2 separate regions of the Rattus norvegicus genome follow, and region 2 is linked to region 1. A link is a contact called in public Hi-C data. All regions are on one chromosome and are shown on one strand. The core of a region is the stretch at or near the end of the contact, and the rest is flanking DNA. Distances in the headings are between cores, read along the strand shown. Region 1 overlaps Epas1 (endothelial PAS domain protein 1). Region 2 overlaps Prkce (protein kinase C, epsilon).

What was found. A called contact is a pair of places that touch in the nucleus more often than the background predicts.
Region 2: a Hi-C map of liver shows a contact between it and region 1, with 4 times the contacts expected there. The contact joins two enhancer-like sites. A contact is called at or near these places in 5 of 12 Hi-C or Micro-C datasets (the A7r5 cell line, kidney, liver and 1 more) and 1 of 1 datasets of contacts at active chromatin or transcription factors (oligodendrocytes).

Annotation. Positions count from the first base shown.
Region 1 is chr6:13,605,524-13,611,870 of GRCr8, reverse strand. All of the region lies in intron 1 of Epas1 (endothelial PAS domain protein 1), which reads left to right. Among named protein-coding and RNA genes, the nearest start is that of Epas1, 16 kb to the left of the region's middle. Within about 2 kb of position 2,585, at least 49 of the 93 cell types and tissues checked have an H3K27ac peak or open chromatin away from gene starts, as enhancers often do. A contact at or near this core is called in kidney and liver, where this site is marked.
Region 2 is chr6:13,873,687-13,880,033 of GRCr8, reverse strand. Prkce (protein kinase C, epsilon) reads left to right here. Exons shown (of 15, transcript NM_017171.2): 8 at 990-1,086; 9 at 3,529-3,728; 10 at 6,291-6,347. Among named protein-coding and RNA genes, the nearest start is that of Prkcel1, 53 kb to the left of the region's middle. Within about 2 kb of position 3,008, at least 4 of the 93 cell types and tissues checked have an H3K27ac peak or open chromatin away from gene starts, as enhancers often do. A contact at or near this core is called in kidney and liver, where this site is marked.

The DNA.
Region 1 (6,347 bases), core at 1,336-3,835:
AATTCTCCTGGAGTTAGGTCCCAAGGCCCTTGTTTATTTTGGGGGGTGACAAACTTTCACCCACTTGAATTCCTTTGCTTCCAAATAGCGTCAGAATGACCACAAGCCTTCTGTGTTTCTTCACTTTGGTTTTGCCAGATTCTAAATGCCGTCAGGGCCAACGGCTCTTGTTTTGTGTCCCTGGCAAAACAGGTCTTCCCATAAAGTTCAAAGCCGCTTTCAGGAGTCTTAAGGAGCCTGGAAGGCTGCTTTAGTTTGCTCTCTGGTTTGTGTGACCTAGGATGGAGATTCCACCTCTCTGTGTCTCCCTTGGGTGCTGGATGCATGTGCCGCTGTCTCTGAATATGATTCAGGGATTAAAGCCAGGCAATGTTTTAGTAAGACCACATGTTTTAAATGGTAAACTTTGTGAGCATTATCTCAATGGAAAGAACTTTGAAAAGTATAAAGTGCAAACCTCGAAGGCATTGTCATTAACAAGGAGCAATATAGTCATTAGGCCTGTTATTACCTCTTAAAGCGAACCGACAGGAGGAAGGTTCGAGAGAGGCTAACAGGAGACTCTGGTCTCCAGGTTCCTATGGGTGGGTCCCTCTGCCTGGGCTTTTGGGACCTATGAGTTTTTGCCAATCATGGCATTGAGTCTGTACTCTACCCCAAGACTGAGGAAATCTGAAGCCAGTCCTAAGAGGTACCAGGTCACACACCCTTCTCCTACTTGGTTTATTTCCCCTCACCCTGTGGAGAAGGAGAGGGCACAGGCCAGCGTCCATGTCGAGGATGACGACTCCTTTGATGTAGCACACCGAACCAGGGCTGCGTCTGCCATAATCATTCGCCTCTACCTTGTTGCATTATTTTATGCCAAAGAGAGTCAATGACAGCCGAGAAATAGGTGACGCCTGAAAGAGACCTTGGTCTCCTGGAATGCAGAGGCCTGGCTGTGCTATACGTGGACCCATTGTCAACCATAACATGTCTCACATACCTCTGAGCTCGCACTTCCCTCAGCCACACCCGGGAGACCCGGCCAACTGACTTCCAGCCTTCAGTCTCAGCCTAAATATCACCTCCTCAGGGAAGCCTTTCTTGACATCCTTCACTTGACCTCTAACCCTGTTCTCTTTCTCTTCTAAACATTCCCCACATGCAATTTACATGTTTACTTATGTCCGCCATGCCCTCTCCTGCCAGCACCAAACTGAAGGTGCAGCCTCCACGAGTGCTTTGTTTACCACCGAGCCTTTAGGATGGGGCCTGGGATATTGGTGCTTCTTCTACATCCATTCAGAGGTTTATAATTGTCCGGTGTTAATGTTTTCCTTAAGCTGATTTGTTTCTGTTTTCCGAGGTATGTAGCCTGTGCTGCTTCCCGCGCCGAGGCCTGGGATTACATGAACACTGTCATAGTTGTTCTTTCCAAAGCTCTTGATGTAAACACCAAGGAATTGTCCCTTTTGGCATATGGATGAGACGCTGGAGGGTAATGACCGTGGCAGGGATTGGCAGTGCCTACCTGAACACGTACTGTTTGCAAAGACCCACGCTGCCTCCCTTGGCCCCCGAGTTTTCTGTTGTGGCCATGTTATTGTTTGTCATATTTGGCAATGTTTACGCCTGAGAAGTAAGGGCCATTGTGTGCTGGTATCGTCTGGGAATGCACAGCCAAGTCCCAGGGGAATGGCCACTGATGTTCTTACCACAATTAGAAATTGTCAGGCCGGGAGCAGCGGCAGGGCGGGTGCTGCCTCTCTCTGCCGGTTCTGTGTCTCCACGGGGTCGGGGTGAGGGTCCTAGCTCTACCGCCCTGATCGTGTCTTACTGTGGCTCGCCCACTCACGTTGGAGTGTGGACCTTCTGCAGGGCGGTGTGCTGTGTTTAGTAAACTTTCTGAGAAGAGGTAGGCATTAGCAGGCTAGATGACTATCTCTGCCCTCACCACCTCCGAAGTGAACCAGTTGGTGGGAAGGAACCAGACCAGATAACCTCAAAGCTCTCGGGGTTCTAGCTCCCCTCTGCAGGGGATTTCCAGTGGTCTGGCCTCCTGTTTGCAGATGCTGACTTGGGAAAAGGCAGCGGGAAGTTGGAGGTTATTGTCAGGGGCTGCAGGATGTCTTTCCAACTCTTTGTAACTCTTCCTCTCCTGAAAGATATTCCACTCCATCAGGAGTTGCTGTTGGGCCTGGCTTAGTCCACTGCTGTGAATACAGCAGGGCTAACAACCGCCCCAAAAGTCAGCCGAGGTCCAGTATGTAGAGTGGTAAGAAGTTCCCAAAAGGAGACCATGTCTCCATCTCCCATGAGGCAGGCTTCTGGGGTGTCAGAGGGTGCTCTGACACCATCACTGGATGGGGGGGTCAGACACTGCCTCTGAGGTGACTGTTCTAGGCCCTGCACTGCCACAAAGGAAGGGCACATTGCTGCTGTGGCTTCTGTGTACAAACATATCTGGCGTGCTTAGACCTGGTCGAGGCATGAATTGATTGACACATGCAGTCTGAAAATACAGTCCTTCAACCTGAGGCATCAAGGGAGAAGTCAGCTAGAAAGCCAACAAGGCCTTAAATTGTTGAATGAAGTCATGCTGCACCGGGGGAGGGGGGAGGTGTGTGTGTGACGTGCTGTAGGGCAGAGGTGAGTCACAGTGCAAGAGTGTTGGGGAGTCACCTTGAACTTGGGCCAAAAAAGCAGAAATATTGGGACTCGTTTATCTGCCTTCTATCAGGTACATCAAGTTCTGGATGGCCACCCACTGGCCAGAGACATGATGTGGACGGCTCTGCTCTGCCGCCCTGGGAAGGTTCTCTGCTGGCTTCAGCCCTGCTGAGCAAAGTCCGCTTGTTCGCTGGAGTTCACACAGACTCCTTGCCAGGCCTGCCCAGAATCCTGTCTCCTCTGACTTCCTGTGTTCTTGCATAATATTTCCTTGCCTCTTGAATGGCTGGCCCCAGTGCGGGGGCAGCTCACCGGCTCCGCTGGATGGAGGCTGGGATGTGGAGAGAGGATGGGTGATATTTGGATCTAATCTGCTCGGGTTCCTGTGGCAGAGCCCCTCAAAACTGTTTGATGGAAGCTTTTAGCAAGAAGGGAGCATTGCAGACTCTGTAGGCACTCGCTTACTCACGAGCAAACCTCCTGTCTTTTTATATTCATGAATCATCTCTCCTGAAAATTAATTGTTCAAGAAGTTAAATTGCTTTCTTCTGATCATAAGAAATATGAACTATTCCCATAAGTCACTGTAGAGGAAGCCTAAAAGTAAAAAACAAAACAAAAGCAAAAAAACCAAAAACATGAGTTCCGTTAGCACAGTGAGTATGGCCTCCCCTATGCCAGAAATACTGGTCCACGGCTACGGGATGTCGGCCATATTAGCAGTATTAGTTCTGCTTAGAGAGGCATCTTCATGAGATGCCCATTCACTTCAGTCCAGGCTCAAAAAGCAAGTGGTAACCGGCCCAACAATTATTTCCAATCCTGAAGAGCGATGTTTCCCCTGAAGTTCTGACCAGTGTGCCCAGGAGTCCCAGAAATAACTGCAAAATAAAAGGTTATGTGCCTGTGTAAGCCTTTCTGTGGACTTAGAATAATTCACATGATTACACAGGAGGAGGCTGCTTAGATGACAGCTCTAAGGACTAGGCCTCGCTCTCACTTTGGGGACTGAAAGTGATCTCTGGATCTCTCAGTAGGGCCCTGTGCACGTTGTTAAGCAAGGAGCCCACCAGCTGGTAGAACAAGTTTTACTTTGGTGGCCTTCCCGTGCCCAGTGCCCAGGATTTCAAAGAAGCTCCATTTAAATTTCACTTGTCTATCACCCTCCTGAAAATGTGTAACACTGTTCATATCTTTAAGGAAGTGACCTTTCATTCCTTGTCCAGTGTCGTTAGCCTGACATGAGAACCGGGAAAGATCCATAGTGATGTTCAGACCCGCTTCCGATTTGATTATTGAAAACAAAACCAAACCATGCTATAGATGCGGGGTTTCTGACTTACCCCTGAAAAGCGCACTTTTTACAGGGTGGTCATGAGAGTTTGCAGGCTGAGCGCTGAGTCTGCAGTAGACGACACACTAGTGAGCGCTCTTGTGTTGGATCTGAGTGTCCACAGCTTTTGCCTGCTTTCTTTGATTTTTCTTTAAACTGCATTAACCCCAGGGCCTCACAGAAGGCTAGGAAACTGCTCTAACATCCTCTGCCTGGGGTGTGTGTGTGTGTGTGTGTGTGTGTGTGTGTCCGTGCGCGCACGCGCGCAAATGAAACTTGGTTAAATAAGTGTCTAACATAATACACTTAGGTCTCTAACACAGATATCTCTCTATCCCAAAGCTTCTGTTTGAGACTGAACTTAATACTCCCCATTGGGAAGTCCTTGTAAGATTTACTTTTTAGTAAAGTTGTTTCCTAAACTCTCTGGCTTAAAGAGAATACCTCTCAGCTTGAATACCTTTATTTTTAAAGCTCAAGAATCTTTTAAAACAAAAGCTTGCTACAGGATTTGGCTTGGCACCCCTAGGCTTCGAGGATTTACCTTATTTTGTTGATAGCTGCCTGCAAACGATCTATTGGAATAATTTGCATAATTACAGTCTCTCCTTCAGTTTATTCAGCCTGCACTCCCTAGTCTAGATTTACTGGCCAGAGTTATTACATCAAATTCCTTGATGCTGTATTCCCGAGGAATGATGGGACTAAAAGTTAAAGAGAGGAATTCATGACCTTCATCCGCTTTTCAAAGTATTCGAAACATACTACTTCGGCAAGGGGCTTTTGAAATTGCTCTCTTCTTTGTTACGTCAGTACCTGATTTCGCTGACTTTCTGGCCACACATGTGTGATTGGGAAGCAGGAAGGGACGAGAAGCCTGAATTGGCAGTCAGAATTATGAAACAGGACTTTGTTAAAATTGATAGGTCTGTACAATGAACGTGCGGCAGCTGTTGGCATGGTAACTCCTACGTGGCCAAGTGCACGGAGCCTGCAGACGACGTTAGCAGCACTCCGTGTTAATTTGATAAATGGCTTTTTTAATAGTAGTTTGTGGGCTAATGGAAAGATTGAAGCAAACCCTCATTAAGGGAAGGGAGGAGGGAGATTCTGAAGCCACCGGGTGAAGCTAGAGAGTCCCAGCCAAGTCTCCATTTTCAGCTCAGCGTCTCTTTTCATGGGAGATGTGCTTGAAGTGTGGCAAACCGAAGTACAGTAGGGACCTGCCTTGAGCATGGGCATTGGCCCTGATTTCCAGCTTCAGGCATGAAGAGACTTCCTTACTCAACACATTTACTTTGTACAGGAGGTTAGCTTAGGGCCATGGTAAGAAGTTTTCATTGTGTTTTCTTTTTCCTTAGTGGCAATGAGGCAGGGGATATGGTGACTGACAGGTCTGGCGTATTTAGCCCTGTTTGGTTGTTTGTGTTTTGGTTATTTGGGTTCTGAGAGAGGCTGTTTGTTTATTTTTGTTTCTGGTTTGTTTGTTGACATAGGGTCTTGAGTAGCCCAGGCTGGCCTCAAATGCCCTATATATGGCTGAAGATGACCTTGAACTTCTGATCCTTCTGCTGCCAACTCCAGGGTGTTGGGGTCATGGGTATGAGTCACCGTGCCTAGCTAATGTGGGACTGAGGATTAATGCAGAGCTTCTGCATGTGAGACAACACTCCATCAATTAGCTGCACCCTCTCCTGGTTTCAGCCATCTTTAATTGTGTGAGAATACATAATCATACCACGCTATGTTGCCATCACCACTGTCCACCTCAAGGAGCCTCTCCTCATCCCACATTGAAACTCTGCGTTCCTTAAACAGAAGTCCTGCCCATGCCTGCCCTTGGTAACCACAGATGACAATGGAAAGGCACCTCGTACGAATGAAAGTAGAGAATATCCTTTTGTGACTGGTTTCTATAACCTAGCATGTTCCCATCTCACCCATATTCTAGTACTGGTCAAAGCTTCACGTCCTTTAAAACCAGATTCCATATCAAATCTAAGCACCACATCAACGGAAGTTTTGGTTGTTACCCCCCTTGGCAGTTGTGGACAGTCCTCTGTGGTAGCAGTTCTCAACCCATGGTCGAGACCCCTTTCAGGTTTCACATCGGTCACCTGAGACCATCAGAAAACATGGCTGTTCATGTTAAAATTCATAACAGCTGCAAAATTGCAGTTACGAAGAAGCAGTGAAAATAATTTTATGGCTGGGGGGTCACCACAACATGAGGACCTGTATTAAAGGGTCACAGCATTAGGAAGAGTGAGGAGTGGGTTTACAAGCATCTTCCTGAGTGCCCGTTTTAGCTCTTTAGGGTGTATTAACTTCCCGTGAAACCCTGGGTCACATAATAGCT
Region 2 (6,347 bases), core at 1,759-4,258, 270 kb before region 1:
AAGTCCTTCTCAGAAGAATGGCTTTTCTCTGCTGGAAATGTGACAGTCCTTCATTGTCACAAGAGGTTTAAAGGGAAATGCTCTTTCCTCTTCTGTCCTGCATTCACACAGACTGTGGTTCTAGTGACAAGGTGCTGTCCACTCCCTTACATTTGCAGACTTACGTTTGTGAACTCACGATGAGAAAGGGCCGCTGGGAAATGTAGGATCGGGTAGAGAAAGTACCAGGGAGTAATCATCCAGCAATCTCCAGTGAGTGACAGCCCTGATAGAAAGCTTCAGTTGTATGACATGACAGATAGGGGAGAGACGTATCCTTGGTCAGAAGCTAAATGGTCTTTTCAGGAGTCTCAGACCGTTTGCTAGAAAAAGCCCTTGGGAAGACCAAGAGCAAAGGGAGCCGCAATTCTCGTTATCTCTACATCCATACTGACACTTAAGTTGGACCTGCCAACGCTATTCCAGGAAACAAATGTGCTAATGGGTTAAAAGACATCAGAAAATATTAATGAGCTTCTGTTATGTGTGTTACTTTGTGCCAGCCACTAGGGGCAGTGAAAGTACTGGAAAGTGTGAGTAGAGAACCAACATGCACCTGCAGATGCTGTTATGATATAATGTGGATACGATCATGGATAAACACCAAACGGGGTAGAGCTGGTCAGGGTCGCATGGCCTTGGAGAGAGAACTTGCATTATATAAATATTGTGAGGTTGGGAGCGAGGGATGAGGGTGCGTGGGGGAGGGTGTTACGGAACGACTGGAGCAGAGCTTTAGAGGTCATCTGTCTTTGGAGAGGTTAAATGTTGAGGAGTGGAGATCGTTCATGTTTTGGTTTGGTTTTCCATTAAGTTGGCACATGAATCCTTAAGCGCCTGCTCTCGTCTGCTGGGCATTGCTGTGCTTCTGAGATTCCGTACGGTGTCTTGAGGCCTTTGGCGGCACAAGCCTCCTTTCTGACAACTCTCCTGTCCTCTGTCCTCTTTAGCTCGCTGCTGGTGCTGAGTCCCCACAGCCGGCTTCTGGAAACTCCCCATCAGAAGACGACCGATCCAAGTCAGCGCCCACCTCCCCTTGTGACCAGGGTGAGACTCTGAGACTTGCCTCTTACCTCTGACCTCTCACTTGTTATTCAGTACGGCCAGCAGCCCACCAGCAGGTCCCCACACACTGCTTCCTTGTCGATATGGTGGCTGTTCTCGAATGCTACATGGCTTTCTTGAGGGCACTAGGCGGGAGTGCTAACCTCAGTTCCCACCAGCCTAGGGCTTCAAGTGTAGAGAGGAAGAGAGGTCCCAGTCCTTTGCGCATCAAGCCATCCTTCTGTCTGAACCTAGACATATCCATACACTTGTGTCCTCCCCTTTAATCATGGCATCCCAAGATTTGAGATCAGGCTGATTTAGGGAAGATGTCTCCTCTCCCGTTCTTTGAACGAACAGATGGGAATAGAAAGGTGAAATCTGAGAAGCAAAGGGAGTCAGCCCTAGGCCTGACTTTCCTCTGCCTACGCTCCGGATGTCTCTTTCCTTCTGACTAAATACGCTTAAGATGGTGAGTTCAGGGGCATAAAAACAGGTTTATGGACTCTGAGATCTAGGGCTAAACAAGCACTTCTGTCTGAAGCCTCCCTTCTGGTGACTAACGGGTCCCAAACAACCTGGAAAGAGCTGCATGCAGGGACAAGGTGGAACGGCCTCACAGCATGGTGGTGCCCTTCTCTATGGCCCTTCCTGTGGTGTTGTCGCTAATGTTTTACTCACACCAGCTCCATATCAGGTAACAGGCTGAAAGATGGGAGGTCAGAGTTGAAAATGCTTGTCCTGAGGCCAAGAACTAATTTGGTGTCCAGGACGGGCGTGTGCCTCTCCTGAACTATGAACTCCTCACTGGAGGCCGTCACTGTGACGCAGCACTTCTTACTCAGGAGTAAGCAGGACCGTCTCAGTGGCCGTTCACCAGTCTTGAGACTATAGAGTAGCTGATCTCAGACCCTCTTCCGGTCTCTTTTTCTGCGTCTTTGCCTCATCCCAAAAGAGACTCCATCCCTCCCTAAGTAATCAGCTTACAGACCCTATCCTGGGCCAGTCAGAGATTTTCAGCTTTCTCCTTTAAATACGGAATGTCCTGGAACTTCAAAGAGATGGGGTCCATGGATAACAGACCCGGGGAGGGTGACGTACCCCTGGTTTCCAGGCCTGGCTCTTGCCTGGTGTGCTGTCTGCTGTGCCCCTTGGGGCTTTATTCAGACAGATGATCCAGCCAGGCAGGTCCCATGCTTGCAGAGCCTGACATGAGAACTAAAGGATATGAAACGGTCTTGGTAACTATCACAAGGCAGATGGGCAAGACGCTGTCTCCCTCTGTTGTAAGAATCCAGAGAGCCATTTTCTTCGAGCTTTGGGGTCTTCAGACATCTGGGTTCTACCTTCCAAGACGCTCTTAACAACTGAGTCCTTCCCAGGGGGACAAAACTCATACTTTGGAGTGAGTGAGCCATGGAAGTCTGAGTCTGTTGTCACAAGGCTGTCCGCAGGCTTGGCTGTTGTCCTTCCACCCAAGATGAGTTCACTCCAGATCCCCTGCATGGGCCCTCATGACTAAAGTCCTTCTGAAAAAGAGGCAGAGATCTTCCTCTCCAGAGGCGTTGCTCACTGGTCTGTCCTCATTCCAAGGTATAAACACTCTGTCCCCGTGTGTAACCCCTGTTAGTCATGAGAGTCCTTTAGAGTAGGATCACGTCAGGAGATCCATACCATACAGACGAGTGCTCACGTTGGTGAGTGAATGTCTAACCATAATAGACCTTCTTCAAATAGAAAAGGTCAAAGGGACGCCCAGCAGTATGGTCCAGGTAATTTGGGTCACATACTCCGGAAGGCCACAAGACCGTCTCGTCATTGTGAAATTGGACTTCAGAATTCCTGACGCAGCAGAGACGAGATTGTGACATGCCATTGTGGGAAGCTAGTCTTTTGTTAATGATAAGCCTGTGGCTCATTCTACTAGGTAGCTTTGTGTGGGACAAGTACTCAGAGTAAAGCCAACATCAAGGCGAGAAAAATAAAGGCTTCCTAGATGACGTTTCCAAGTTCTTTTAGTTCTAGTTCACAGTCCCTGTGAGCGAGTGAGCGAGTGAGCGACTTTCTCACCAGTAATGCCTGTGAGGGTGGCTTTGGAGTGCTCTCATCTTCAAAGGAAAGTTGAAGGGAAGGGTACCTGTTACCCCCAAGTCCGCAGAGATCCAGGGAAGATATGCATCCTCACCACACCTGAATGATCGACAAGGTTGTGAGGAGGCCTTCAGAGGCCTTTATTGGCAGTGAATCCTGACAGATCAGGAACTATGTCCTCCTCTTTGCAGACTGGTGCCTTATTGTTCGTTAGGTACCCAAAGACATGTGTTAGACGACACCCCTGGATCTGCCGCCAGGGGGAACGGAAGGATGGGTTCTGAATGCTGAGGGCTAATGTAAACAGCTAGTGAAGTATGTTCTAATCAAGTTCCTCTTTACCTTTGGCCCTAGAACTAAAAGAACTTGAAAACAACATCCGGAAGGCCTTGTCATTTGACAACCGAGGAGAGGAGCACCGAGCCTCGTCGTCTACTGATGGCCAGCTGGCAAGCCCTGGCGAGAACGGTGAAGTCCGGCAAGGCCAGGCCAAGCGCTTGGGCCTGGATGAGTTCAACTTCATCAAGGTGTTAGGCAAAGGCAGCTTTGGCAAGGTCTGTGGGCATTTCTCTGTAGGACTGGGTTGTTCTCATTAATCAAATGGGCAGAGGAGGGGAAGGAGGGAGGAAGGGAGGGAGGGAGGGAGGGAGGGAGGGAGGGAGGGAGGGAGGGAGGGAGGGAGGAGCACACAGAGAGGTTTCATGTGTTTAGCATGTGCTCCCTGGTTTCCACAGTTGACCCGTGTGCATCTTTCTTCCGTTGTGCAGAGAGCCATCTGAAATCCCGCTTTCTCAGTAGGAAGACTTTAAGCACAAACTGTAAGCCCCTGCCCTTGGTAGACTCTGGGTTCAGGGCAAACCTTTCTGTGTAGGACTTTGGGAGCTGAAATTCCTGTAACTGACTCTCCCAGCTCCTACTAAACATTCTTCCTCTCCGTGTGAGAGAACTGCATAACCGTGTAGTGGATTGGGGCCTCTGTCCTTGAGGACACTTCCCCTGCTCTCTGCTGCATCATATGCCTCCTGGGGCTGTGCCCTTCAGGGATGGGCCTGACAAAATGCAAAGATTTCATTTTTAGGAAGACAAAAAGCCTAGGAAACCAAGAGGGCATTTCAGACAACTGCCTATCTCCTTGTCTGCCCTGATGCTGTGCCTGGTGGGTAATCAGACAGCTCCAAATGTCGGGTGCTCTCATCTCTCCTGGGCTCTGGGAAGCAGCCAGGAGCTGAAGACCTAATCGACATTCTAGGGCCCTTCTTGGGGAAGGCTCTGCGAAGCCCCCAGGCACAGGGCCTGCTCCGCCCTATCTGTCCTGAGATCTCCTGGCAGGGAGGATACTGGAGTTTCCTCAGGTGGCAACTGCTGAAGCAATCACATTCTTTAAAAACCAGCTCAATAGGAAACAGACCCCGGGCCTGTGGTTTAAGTGTGACTCTGGCGTAGGCCATGAGCAGGGCTAGGTCTGAATGTGAGCAACATTATAGGAAAAAGAGCACGCTCAGAGCTTCCAGGCTTGCACATAAAGTAGACGGGATAGGAGTTCTGATGACTCCGAGGGCTTAGCTAGTTTCTTAGGCAAAATCACCGCCATCACAAGACGGTTTGGGCCAGTTTTATAGGCTGTATTCTGTAGGTGACAGAATCTTCAACCTCTCATGTTCCTTGGATTATGTTCTATGACGTTGACAACAACATTGGAATAGCATCCTTCAAAGTCCGTGGGAAGGAGAATGGCCTGTAACTATTTGGAGATCAATGAAAACACCAACTGATAGGCAAACGCCAAGAAAATAGACTACCCATAAGCCATCAGGCCATCCAGGGAAGGACTTGTGTCTCTGCCTGCAGCACTGTGGTTAGAACTGTAATGGCAAACACAGGGTGGCATTAAGTACATAACGAGTCGTGTTCAGTAAGACAAGATAGCAGACTGTCACGAGGCAGGCAAGGGAGGGCCAGCGCAGAAGGCAGGAGACTTAGGAGAAATAACATAACCCCACAAATAACTAGACAGAGGAGAAAAGTAGCTCTGGCAAAGAGACTCGATTAGAAAATAAGTACCCCAGGGAGGTAGGCTGCAAGGTGAAAACGGAATCAAGGTAATCTCTCCCACTTGTTAAGGAAGAGGAAGCAGACCAGCAGCAGGGGTAGGTGAAAGTGGCCCCATGCTCATAGATGCTATTCCCTAAAGTGGCACGCTGTGCGAATGATTATAGCCCTCTTAAAAATCAGGAAATTCGGGCTGGAGAGATGGCTCAGCAGTTAAGAGCACTGACTGCTCTTCCAGAGGTCCTGAGTTCAATTTCCAGCAACCACATGGTGGTTCACAACCATCTGTAATGAGATCTGATGCCCTCTTCTGGTGTGTCTGAGGAAAGCAACAGTGTACTCATATAAAGTAAATAAGTAAACAAACAAACAAACAAACAAATATTTATTAAAAATCAGGAAATGTGTAAAATGCTTAAACTTTTAGTTCTGAAATTTTCTATTTCAAGGATATAATGCCAAATTTTAAATTGTGCCCAAAAGCACTCAGCACAACTTATACAGAACTTACTTGAGAATAACTTAGGTTTCTGATATGAAGGCGACAGCAGAATTAACTGTAGCGTATCTACCTTGAACCAAGTGCCAGCAGGCATGTAAAGATGGAGACCTCGTAGGAAAATACATACAACACATTGCTTCTTCTGAAAGCCCTGTATTTACGTGTGGCGTGATAGGGCACACCTAATATCTCAGCACTTGGGTAAAGCCGAAGTGTCAAGAGTTCAAGACCAGCCTGTGCTACATAGTGTGAAAGGAAGGAAGAACGAGGGGAAAGTGAGGAGGATAAAAGGGAGAGAGAGAGAAAGCATGCTACATTCATTCTTTGATAATTATGGAATCACTGTAGATGAATAATTACTTATTCCCGGTGCAGTAAACTTCTCTTTCCCGAGCACTGTGCCAAAGATTAAAAAAAAGAAAGGTAGTTGGTAAATGTTTAAAATGTAAACTTCCTAAACATCTTCATTAGAAATTAAAGGGAAGAAGCAATTAGCATTAAGGTGTTTGACATCCTTTGACTCTGTGTATTCGTAGACTGACCAGATGATTAAAACTGGTTGCAGGTCATGCTGGCCGAGCTCAAGGGTAAGGATGAAGTCTATGCTGTGAAGGTCTTAAAG